Regions from separate parts of the Mus musculus genome. Here region 2 is linked to region 1. Evidence: chromatin contacts called from public promoter capture Hi-C data. All regions are on one chromosome and are shown on one strand. Each heading gives the region's core, a stretch centred on a gene start, on an enhancer-like site or on the middle of the called end of the contact. The rest is flanking DNA. Distances are from core to core; before and after follow the strand shown. Region 1 overlaps Rb1 (RB transcriptional corepressor 1). Region 2 has its middle 20 kb from the start of Gm35450.

Region 1 (5,812 bases), core at 2,256-4,755:
GGAGTACAAAACAATTAAGCTACTTACAATTTAAATGTGTCCCAAAGCACAACTCAAGAATATTATTAAGAATATGAAAATATCCAGGAACCAGTAAGGCAAAATTCACAATATTTAACGTCTAGTAAAATATCACTGCCAGGCAGTGGTGGTGCACGCCTTTAATCCTAGCACTTGGGAGGCAGAGGCAGATGGATCTCTGAGTTTGAGGCCAGCCTGGTCTACAGAGTGAGTTCCAGGACAGCCAGGGCTACACAGAGAAACCCCGTCTCGAAAAACAAAACAAAAAACAAATCACCAAGAGGCAAAAAAACCAAGTGGCTGTTAGAAAGGAGAGAATCAGTCAATAGGAACACATCTAAAAAGAATAGACATTAGAGTAAGCAGTTAGATGATTAAAAAGTTATAAACACCTATGTTCCATGTGTCCAAGAAGGCAAAGGAGCATAAATCTGTTAAAGGGATATAAAAGGAATCTAAATAAAAATTTCTAGAGTTAAAAATATAGTGTCTAGTATGCACATAAAATTAAGAGCAGATTAAATACTTCAGAAGAAAAATACCAATAAGCTTGAAGGTACAGCTATAGAAACCTCTAAAATGAACTACCTCACACAAGCATCCTTTAAAAGAGGAGGAGGGGTGTGGCAACAGCCACAAGCAACTTAACATACACATAAAAGAGGGACCTCAAAAGAGAAGGCAGAGAGGTCAATACGAACACCCTAACCTGTGCTTAAGGGCCTGGCTGTCCAAGAGCGATACATCCTACACTTCCACACACCCAAAGCAGAGACAAGATAAAGGCATGCTATGGGAAAACGGATGAGAACCAACAATAGGGGGAAAATCTTACAGGGAGCCAGAAAGAGGAAATCTTCCCCAGCAGAGAAACACCACAGTGACTTCAGAAGGGAGGCAAACCCAGACAGTACAGCAGCTTGTTTAAACAGGAAAAGAAAGCTGTAACCTAGATTTCTTTGCTTAGTCAAATAGCTTCCAAGCATGAAGTGACCTGTTTTTCCAGCCACACAAAAGTTGAAATAGTCCTTACAGATAGATGTGAACCCAAAAAAATTTAAATGAATGAATAAAAAGTTCTTGGAGAAAGAAGGAAAATAAATCAGATGAAAATCTAAATCTCTATGAAAAATAAAGAACACCAGAAAGAAAAACATGTAAATAAATAAAAATACTCCCCCCCCCCCCCCCAGACAGGGTTTCTCTGTGTAGCCCTGGCTGTCCTGGAACTCACTTTGTAGACCAGGTTGGCCTCCAACTCAGAAATCCACCTGCCTCTGCCTCCCGAGTGCTGGGATTAAAGGCGTGAGCTACCACACCCGGCTCACATTTTTTATTTTTTATTTATATCTTATTCTCTCTCTTTCTCTAAAAGACAAGCAATGGGCTTAGCATGGTCCTTCATGCTTTTTTAATCCCAACACTCTGGAGGCAAAGGCAGGTGGATCGCTGTGAAATTGAGGTCAGCCTGGCTTATAGAGTTGTAGGCCATCCAGGGCTTAAAGGAAGGAAGGCGGATGGAGGGAAGAGAACGGATGCGCTACAGCAGAGCTTACACCAGTGCACTGCTTTTATAACTTCTGGTGAGATAATATGTATTACAGTAACAGCCCCAAAGCTGGGAGACAAATGGTAAGTATTCTGCTCAAATGTTTCTCTTTCCCATTCTTATCCACCACCCTTCCTTTTGTTTGTTTGTTTATTTTTATGTTAGTTAATTCGTTATTTATTTTGTTTTTAAGACAAAGTTTTACTCTGCTGCCCAGGCTGGCCTTGAACTCCTAGATGGAAGTAATTTTCCTGCTTTGCCTCCAGAGTAAGGTACTGTGTCCTGTATACCTGGCTGCTAGATCCTTACACTACACAGAAAGTTGTAAAATAATATTCAAAGGTAGACTGAGATATTAAGGTCACATGTTATAAATCTTAAATTAATACCACTAATTAAAAAATAAAACGAAGGAGTCTAAGTAGTAAGCCTACAGAGAAGATAAAATGGATTAAAATATTCAATGCAGAAGAAGGCCAAAAGGAGGAAAATGAACAAAGAGACAGCTAAGAAGACAGCACCAGGAGAATTGAATTCCAGCCATATCACTAATCACACTGATGTAAAACTTCTAGAAGCTGAGCATGGTGGCATGCTTATAATCCCAGAAGCTGGGATACAAGGCAGAAAGACTGTTCTGAACAATGACTGCAGCACAAACAGGTTACAGGAGACTCTGCCTCAAAAGAACCAAAAAAAAACAAACACACAACAAACAAAAATCAGAGAGAATAGAGGAGTGGGGGAAGGGACAAAAAGGAAAGAGGAAGATGAGAGACAGAGAAATGAAATATTTCAAATGTCTCAAAGAAAGATTATTATCCAACTGATGACAATAAAAACCCAGATCAAGATCCAATGATGCACTGCCTTAGGGCGATACGCATTCACTTGAAGAAAATGACACAGATAAGTTACAAACTAAATAAAGGGAGAGAGAGCCATATCGCTATTAACGGAAGAAAGCTGAAACACGTTTCCTACGTGAGACAGCTGTTGCACAATGTATCACCAGACAGAGCATTTTTCATAGAGATTAGCAACTCAGACAAAGAACATTACAAGTTTAATTTTTCCAGGCCTTTAGCCTCTGCCCACCTAGGCCCCTCTGCACAGAAATCTTAGTTCCTTGTTCACATTGCTCCTTGCTACACACGTCCTGCCTGGGTGGCTCTGACCCTCTCAGTCTCTTAGTTCCTGAATCTCTTCTTTGCAGAGTCTTCATCTCCATTCCTATTCAGTCTGCTCTCTCCTGAGATCATTTGTGTGAATATAAAAATGCCTGTTTCTTAATATTACACTGAAACTTTTCATTTTTCTGTCAATCACGTCGTCACTTCAAATGTCACCAAACATTTCTGCTGATATAAATCTATACTTCATTAGGCTCCATGCAGGTACAACTTCCAGTCTTGACCCTAAACTCACTGGCAAACACCCTCCAATCCCTGGCTGCACTGTTGCTCTACTGCACCTCCATAGCTGTACTCCAAGGCCTGACTGCACCTAATAACTACCTTTTCTAATCTTGCAAGATGATTCTGAGGAAAGAATGCCATCATACAGAGCAGTGGTACAACTGCAGAGAATTCGTTTTTGCCCTCAAAATGGCCTGGAATTGTGCAGGGCAATTCTTTTGTCCTTCGCCAGTCCACTCCACTCTCTCTATCAAGTCCCATAGTAACACCTGCCAATCGTAAGCACCCTCAAACTTTCAGTGCCACTTCAGCCTCTCCACCCCAGCCATTTTTATCAAATAAATAAATAAAAAAGAAAAGCTATTAATTGGAGACCTCCTCAATTTCCTGCCAGGGCAGACTTACTTGCAGTGTTTCCCACTTTTCCCATTTGCCACAACAGTATTTTGCAACCCACATGCTCTTCTGAAATGTGACCTTGATTCTCTTTAAACAGGAGGTGGCATCTGTTTCCCCATCCCCTCAAGTTGGCAAGCACTGTGACTGTTTTGACCAGCATGCAATTTCCAGATGTGGTCCTCTTAGAAGCCTTTTGGCGGCCAGCTTCTATGTCAAAGTGTGCCTACTCTAAAACCAGATGCTCTGAGGAAACACAGCACTCGTATTAGACCAGAGGCTAATGGGGTGGGATGCAGAGCCAGGAAGAATCACGTGTGAGAGGGTCAGTAACACCTAGGCCCAGCAGTGAAGGGATCTCAGCGGCAGAGCTACTGGCCCAGACTGCTGTACCACAGGGTCAGACAGCAAGTACCCTGTAAGCTATTCCCAAAGCCTGTCTTTTCACAAAATCATGAGCAACATAAAACAACCATTTGCACTACCACTTCCTAGCAATAGAAAACACTGTAGTTGTTGTTGTAGTTGGTTTTTTTCCCATAACATTACATCCTCTCTCTTCAGGTTTCTTGTTTGTTTGTTTGGTTTGTTTTGTTTTTCAAGTTAGCCCTGGCTGTCCTGGAACTCACTCTGTAGACCAGGTTGGCCTTGAACTCAGAAATTTGCCTACCTCTGCCTCCCAAGTGCTGGGATTAAAGGCATGCACCACCACACCCTGGTCTCTCTCTTCAGTTTTAAAAGACAGTCTTTCCTGGGTTGGCATTGCCATAGTGGTGTGCCACTTCTGCTCTCTGTACTCTTAGCTCACTGTGACTACTCCATTTACTAGTCCTCTCTATTCTTACTATGGACTTCCTTGCTGCTAGAGTTCTCAATCCTTCTGGATGCTTCTACCGTGTCTGAAGTAGGCATGCACTCCTTGAGACCATACACTCTCCCACTCATGCTTTTAACTCCTCTCTCAGTGTTCAATTTCACTTTCTTTTGTAGTTGGAATATTTTCTTTCCTGTATATCCTTTTGATCTTAGAGCTCCCTGGCCTTCTATCTGTAGCCTTCTTTCCCCAAATTACATTATCTCCTTAATTGATATTACCTATTTTCTAAATAGGTACTCAGCCTTGGACAAAGCACATCAGGATTCAAACGGAACCTCTGCCACTTAGCTTGTATGGTCTGGGGAAATATAACAAGCTTCTCTAGGTATTCATTTCCTCATCTAGAATATTACCACTTGGTAGACTACTATCAGAATGCAGTGATCAATTTTTAAAACTGTAGTAACATTCAGAAAGTACTTACCAAACTGGCCAGCATAAGATAATTTGGCAGTAAAGATTGGTAATGTTTATTATATATGTCTGGTAGCTTTCACATTCATATTCCTAGCCTGAGATTCTTTCCTAATCTCAACTCATACATACAATTGACCTCAATTTGAATGGCCTAAAATTGTTTTAAACTCAATATAATAAATTGCAGTTTATCCTAAAGAAAATTACATACAACCCAGACTATCTATTTTCTTAAATGACACTACCACTGAGTTACACAAGCCAGAAACCTGGATATCATTGTAAAGTGACCACCTCTGTCCCTTACTAATCCTTCTATAATTAACTGCTGCATCTGCTATCACCAGGCCCCATACACTGTCTTAAGTGGTTTATATCTAATAAGTCATCTAATAAGATACAAAGTCAATAAATGACTTTAGACATTGTAGGCATTAAACATAGTGAGCCTGTAAAGGAAGTATGGCCACAGATAAATGTTCTGACAAGAAGCAAAGCGAAATATTGAAACACAGTGAGTCAAAGGCAGAGAAAACCCATTCATGCTCTGGCAGAAACCAACGTGACTGTAGGAATTAAACTGAAAACTCTTGGGCTCAGCAGTCAGGAGTATGTGTTGCTCTTGCTGATGATCTGATTTTTATCCCTAGCACCCACATGGTGGCTCAGAACCATCTATGAGTCCAGTTTTGGGGGATCTAATAGGCATGCATGTGGTATATAAATATGCATGCATGCATGCAAAGAAACATTAATATGGATAAAGGAAAAATAAACAAATCTTTTTTTAGAATCCATATTAAAAATGGACAACTCCTTAAATATTTTGGAGTCATAACATATCTGCTTTGACTTAAAATGTCTTCCATATTCTCATGTTTTGAGCACTTGGTCTTCAGTTGCAAGGAGGCTCTGATAGGCTAATAATATATGAAGATATGAAAGCTAAGCCTAAGTTGCCATGGAGACCAGAGGATCCATGGGACACCATGTGAGGGAAGCTGCAAGCACAGGATGGAGCTGACCAAGGAAGACACTATCTGGTCTGGGTTCAATCCCCAGTACATGAACACATGCACATATATTTTAGGGGAGAGATGAAAATAATTAGTACTTCATTTGATCCCACCTACC
Region 2 (5,812 bases), core at 1,094-3,593, 200 kb after region 1:
TCAGAAAGGAGAGATCACCAAATGCTTGCCTGGTGATAGAGGATGGACCCACACGACTGGGAGATCCTAGAACAGGGAGGATGAAGAACTGCCATGTGCCATGAGCGTCCAGAGAGATGTTGTGCTGGCTGGCAGCTGGAACTGCCTCAGGCAACTTCCTAGGAACCCCTGACAGCAATGACTTTCTCAAGGCAGTCACTTTCAGTTTAGGAAGATTTGATACTTTGCCTCAATATACTGCGGTGGTTAGTCCTCGCTCTGAACTTAATAGGGTTAGAATAACATAGAAGACTCATCTCCAGTAAGTCTTCAGGGGGCTTTCCAGAGATGGTCAGCTAAGGAAGGAAGACCCACCCTGAGTGCACGGGCACCATCCATAGGCCGGGGCTGCACTCTGAAAGAAAAGAAGACAATTCAAATGGGACACCAGCATCCGTCTATGCTCTGACCACGAAGCTATGACTAATGGCCTTGCTTTCGCTGACTCTCTCATACTGGGAGAGAAAATAAACTCTTTTTCCTTTAGGTTGATTTTCTTCAGGTTTGTTTGTTTTTTGTTTTGTTTTGTTTTGTTTTGGGTTTTGGCATTGTAACCAGAAAGGTAACTGTGCAAACTATCACATTTTAGGTGCACTGAAATGTTTTCAAACATGTATCTTCTCAGAAATGTGCAACACATACTCCTGCCTTAGGAAACCCCCCCAAGCATGTGTCAAAACAATCGGCACGACAAAAAAGACAGCCATGTTCAACCAGGAGGAAGCAGGAGACTCCTGGGTAATGGCAAGGTTCCAAGAGGAGAACCATGTCTCTGGAGAAGCTTAGAACAGCCTGGAAGGCTCTAGGAGAGGATTTTATTTTTCCCTGGAGAGTTGAAATTATTAGAATGTATGAAGGTTCTGAGTATCTTGGGTTCAGACATAGGCAAATGGAAAACAAATATACAGAAAATGTAACAAACATTAAATATGACAATGAGCTCCAGGGACCCACAAAGTTATGCAAGAGAAGGAAAATTAGCATATTTATTATAGGACTCACCTCTACATAGTGTTTTATAGTCACAGTAGGACAAACACTGAATAGTCTTTTGACAGCCCAACAGAGCTATGGGCACAGAGAGGATAAGTAGATATAGCCAGGAACCAGAAAGAAGGGTACAAAACCTTAACCCTCAAGGCTGGGGGCAAGGTCAGACTGATGGCTAAATTAGCAAATAAAACCAAACAAACCAACCTAAGAATAACTTTCCCAGTATTTGTGTAGAGGCCTGGAGATTAAATCATAAAAAGAACCAACCAAAAGGCTTGAAGTGTGTAAGGAAGACTGAGAGGGTTCGGAGAGAGTGTTTTATATGAGAGGCTCTGCAGAGCACAGAACAGGTTGTAGCCCTGCATGCGAGGTGGTGTATACATTTGATCCCTGCACTCAAGAGGTAGGTTGACCTCTGTAAGCCTGGTTGACCTCTGTAAGCCTGGTCTACATAGTGAGTCCCAGGACAGCTAGAGTTTTACATAGTGAGACCCTGCCTTAAAAAAAAAAAAAAAAGACAACAACAAAAAACCCAAACAAATAAAAAATAAAATTAGAAAACAAATCAAAATAGATTATACGTATGGGTAATTCTGGGAGAAAAAACAAAAACAGAAAAGTTCCCACCAACATTGCATTCAGGAAAAAAAAAAAAAAAACTAAAGTCAATAATGCTCTCAGCTGCAAATACCTCCCTCCCCCACTGCTCCTCAGGCACCTTTGAAAGGTGTTCTATGACTGTTCACACAAACAGACTGCAAGAACCAGTGAGACTGGCCGAATCTTGTGATCTATCGTTGATGAAGCCAAGGCATCCAGGTAAACAGGCTTGTCTCTTGAAGCTCTCAACACATTGCAAAGAGAGAAGTTGCAAAATGGGGTTACATGCTCACATGCTTGCGATAACAGACGGACACCTCTACCAGATGCCAGATGTCACAAATCTACATTCCAGGGCCTATGTGAATGAGAGACCCAGGACAGGTAGCCTTCATGCACCAAGAACCCTTAGTACCAGGGCTCCTCTCTGACAAGCCCTACTCCAGATCCTAGCCCTCCCAACGCACTGAGCCATTGCCTTCCTTTATCCAGAAAGCATGTTCTGCTGCTGCCTCCACTGCACTGCATTACGTTGCCAGGAGCTCTGGCCTTCCTCAGCCTGCTGTCAGCTGTCCAGAGTCTATACGCCTTCCACCTAATAGCCCTTATTAACTAATTAAAATGACCTCCTCCGCCTGTTTTCCACGTTGGTCTGGCATTCACATCTAATGAGCGTGTCATTCCATTCTGCCGGTAACACACAGTGTTGCGTCGTCAGGCCAGATCTCCATGGTCATCCCACACGTTATGTCCTTGGAGTTAATCATAACCCATGCATACACATTCTCCGGGCATGCAGCCACCTTCTAATTACGTGGGCTAGAAATGAAATTTTAGACCAGTAGTTTGCAAACTTGACTGCATAGATAAGACACCTAGAGGCACCTTTATAAGGTAGATACTACGTTTTACTACTTTAATGTTAAAACATCGGTCCAATAAGGAAACCTGCTCTCACCTAAAAATCTACTTTGTTCCTTCAAAGAGAAGAAAAGGAAAAATTGGCAGTAGCTTCCAGGGTTTGCAGTAAGAGGAGAAATCTGTCAGACTTATTTTTCCCCCTTTTCTTTTATTCTTAAAAATGATTATTTTTCTTTTTAGAGCTTAGTCATGAGTGCTCTTTTAGTTTCCTATTCTTGCTATAAAAAAATTACTTCAAATTATTGGCTTAAGACAACATGGATTTACCAGCTGTAGTTTTGGAGGTCAGTTCTAATTCAGGTTTCACTGGGCTAAAAGGAAGGTGTGGTCAGCAAACGCTCCCCAGGTCTGTTGACCACCCACACTCTTTGGCTCATAGTCTCAATTCTGTAACAGCTAGACTTAAGTCCTTTTCCCTCTCCCCTCTCCCCTCTCCCCTCTCCCCTCTCCCCTCTCCCCTCTCCCCTCTCCCCTCTCCCTTTCCCTCTCCTCTCTCCCTTCTCCCCCTCCCCCTCTCCCTCCCCCTCCCTCTCCCTCTCCTCTCTCCCCTCCTCCTCCCTCTCCCTTCTCCCTCTCCCTTCTCTCCTCTCCCTTCTCTCCTCTCCCTCTCCCTCTCCTCTCTCCCTTCTCCCTCTCCCTTCTCCCTCTCCCTTCTCTCCTCTCCCTTCTCTCCTCTCCCCTCTCCCTCTCCTCTCTCCCTTCTCCCTCTCCCTTCTCCCGCTCCCTTCTCTCCTCTCCCTTCTCTCCTCTCCCCTCTCCCTCTCCTCTCTCCCTTCTCCCTCTCCCTTTCCCTTCTCTCCTCTCCCTTCTCCCTCTCCCTTCTCCCTCTCCCTTCTCTCCTCTTCTCCTCCCCCTCTCCCTCCCCCTCCCTCTCCTCTCCCCCTCCCCCTCCCTCTCTTTCTTCCCCCCTCTCTCTCCCTCTCCCTTCTCCTTTCTTCCTCTCCATCCCCCTCCTCACCCCTTTCTCCCGGGTCACTCTCTCCAACTTTTAAGAACCTTTGGATTGTTTTGGCCTTACAAGATAATCCCAGATAATCCTTGAATCTCTAGCTTGTCCAGCAGGCATCCATCTGTTTTTCTCACATGAACTAATGTATTCCCAGACACAAGCATCATGGAACGCAGGTAGACACTATTCTGCTGATCACAGATCATATGGGTGTCCTTCTTTTAGAGGTGCTCAAAGTGACTATAAAACACTCCTCCTGTAATTCTAGTTGAAAGTTGCAGGCTCTGGGCAAAGTGATACACCCTAACTTGTACCTGGAAGTCTAATCTGGAGTTCAGGGACCTCACACATCAGCCCAAGGATGAGGCCAGTACACCTCCTGGAGTTGGTATGCTCAGAGGAAGAGTTAGGACTGTAGCAATATAGGCATCTCTGGGTTAGTCTCCACCTGCTGTCAATCTCAGTGACTGTCCAGAAGGCTGCAAGTCACGTCCTCCCCTTCAAGCCTTCCTATGTTCCTCATTGATCAGAAGCTGACGAGGTAAGGCCAAAGAGTCAATAGTCTCTACGGATCTCAACTTAACTCTGCAGATAGTCAAGAATTATCATTTGTCCTTTATTTTAATAGCTATGTTGTAAAGAATAAAATGTAAACCTTGTTAAAATAAAGACCTACTGCTTTTTGAAGTATGTGGTTTTTGAAAAACTGTATAGACCCATGTGAGATACATGTATATAGTGTATATATCATTCACAGATGAAAGGTTATATTCAGATTAAAAGACTGTCCTTGGTAAGCAAATCTAGGTCTGGAGCTACAGCCCAAGTATAGATGACTTGCCGAGCGTACATGAGGCTGGAGGTTCAATCCCCAGCATCATAAACAAACACGAGTAGATTGAAAACAGACTACAAATAATAATTTAAAGTAAATTTCCTTGGGTCACTTAAAGTTTCCGTTTACAACAATTCTCCTGATAAGCTGCTTTTCAGGACCATTTCTGGGGTGTTGAGCATGGTCACCTGAATCCTGAAGGTGTTTGGAATTTCAGGGTAGACAATCTGCCTGAGGTGTCCATCTGCCAAACCTTCCTGCCCCGAGGGTCCTGTCTTGTGAAGCTAGCTCGAGGAAACTCTGGTGTCTGTAATGGGGCCTATCTGGTAGCACCTCCAGGCTGAGCCCTGGGCTTATCTCTGGGATGGATCCTAACGTCTGAGTCTGAGGATGTCAGGACGTCTAGATCTGCTCAATCTCAGCCTTGGCTTTGACCCTCTGTTCTGATAACTGTGCTTCCTGATTGCAATCCTCGATCCCTCTCTCCCTTCCTCTCTTTATCCATCTATCCCTGCTTCCTTTCCTACCTCCCTTCCTTCCTTGACAGGATCTAGATATGTAGCCCAGACGGTCCTCCAATTTATAATTCTCCTGCCTCCACCTCCACATGCTAGAATGACAGATCTGAGCTCGAGTCAGCCTTTCTTCTAAACCCTCAGCTTACAGCTCAGGCTGATGCTTCTTCCCCCACCCGCACCCCCATGAAGCTTTCCCTTATAGCCTCTGATTTCATGCCTTTCAGGATGAACTCAATCAAACCCACCAAACAAGGGTACGGGAGTGGACCTTGTTCTTCCAAGCTGTTGGATCCCCTTAACTGTAGACCCTGGCCACATAGCCATCCAGTCGGGTTTTTATTTGGGGTTCAGTTCTATAGTACTGCTTGCAGTCTAGGGCTGGTCCTCAGCCTGCTTGTCTGGAGTCTAATATTCTGCTTAACTGTGTTTTTCTCTCTGTCAAGAATGAGAGTTAGTGCTCCATGCTGGTTATTGGCATTTTGTTTCAAACCCAACAGACTCCCTGGATTATTTTACTATGAACCACCATTTTGACAGCAGCACCTGCTTTGTAGCTCTGCCATGACCAGGTGAGAGTTGGCTTCACAACCATCTAGCAGGCTCTGAGCATGTCAAACATGGCACCAACAGTGTTTGCCTTACCCTTCTCCCCCATTACCTCTACCTTGCTAAATTGTCAGGTTACTTTCCTAAAGCTAGCCACCAAGGTCTAGTCCCTTGTTTGGCCACTTTCTCCTCCTATGGCAAACTACCAACATAACAGCTATCAAAGTATTGAAGTCCAGCAATCAAAAGCCCCCTTTTAACATGCCCATTCAAAATAAATCAACTCATCCTAACATGGGGTTTCCCCTTCCCCTTTATAGGCTGCCATTTGCTATGGGCCATGTCTGTCTCCTCTCTATTCAGAGGCAGCCCTTTGTCCCTCTGGGTCAAATATCCTCTCCCCGTCCCCTT

Evidence for each region. Capture Hi-C pulls out chosen DNA fragments and counts their contacts.
Region 2: a contact with region 1 is called in a promoter capture Hi-C map of liver. The contact joins two enhancer-like sites.

Annotation. Positions count from the first base shown.
Region 1 is chr14:73,254,831-73,260,642 of GRCm38.p6, forward strand. All of the region lies in intron 17 of Rb1 (RB transcriptional corepressor 1), which reads right to left. Among named protein-coding and RNA genes, the nearest start is that of Lpar6, 20 kb to the left of the region's middle. Within about 2 kb of position 3,506, at least 22 of the 459 cell types and tissues checked have an H3K27ac peak or open chromatin away from gene starts, as enhancers often do. A contact at or near this core is called in liver, where this site is marked.
Region 2 is chr14:73,451,093-73,456,904 of GRCm38.p6, forward strand. No RefSeq gene overlaps it. Among named protein-coding and RNA genes, the nearest start is that of Gm35450, 20 kb to the right of the region's middle. Within about 2 kb of position 2,344, at least 36 of the 459 cell types and tissues checked have an H3K27ac peak or open chromatin away from gene starts, as enhancers often do. A contact at or near this core is called in liver, where this site is marked.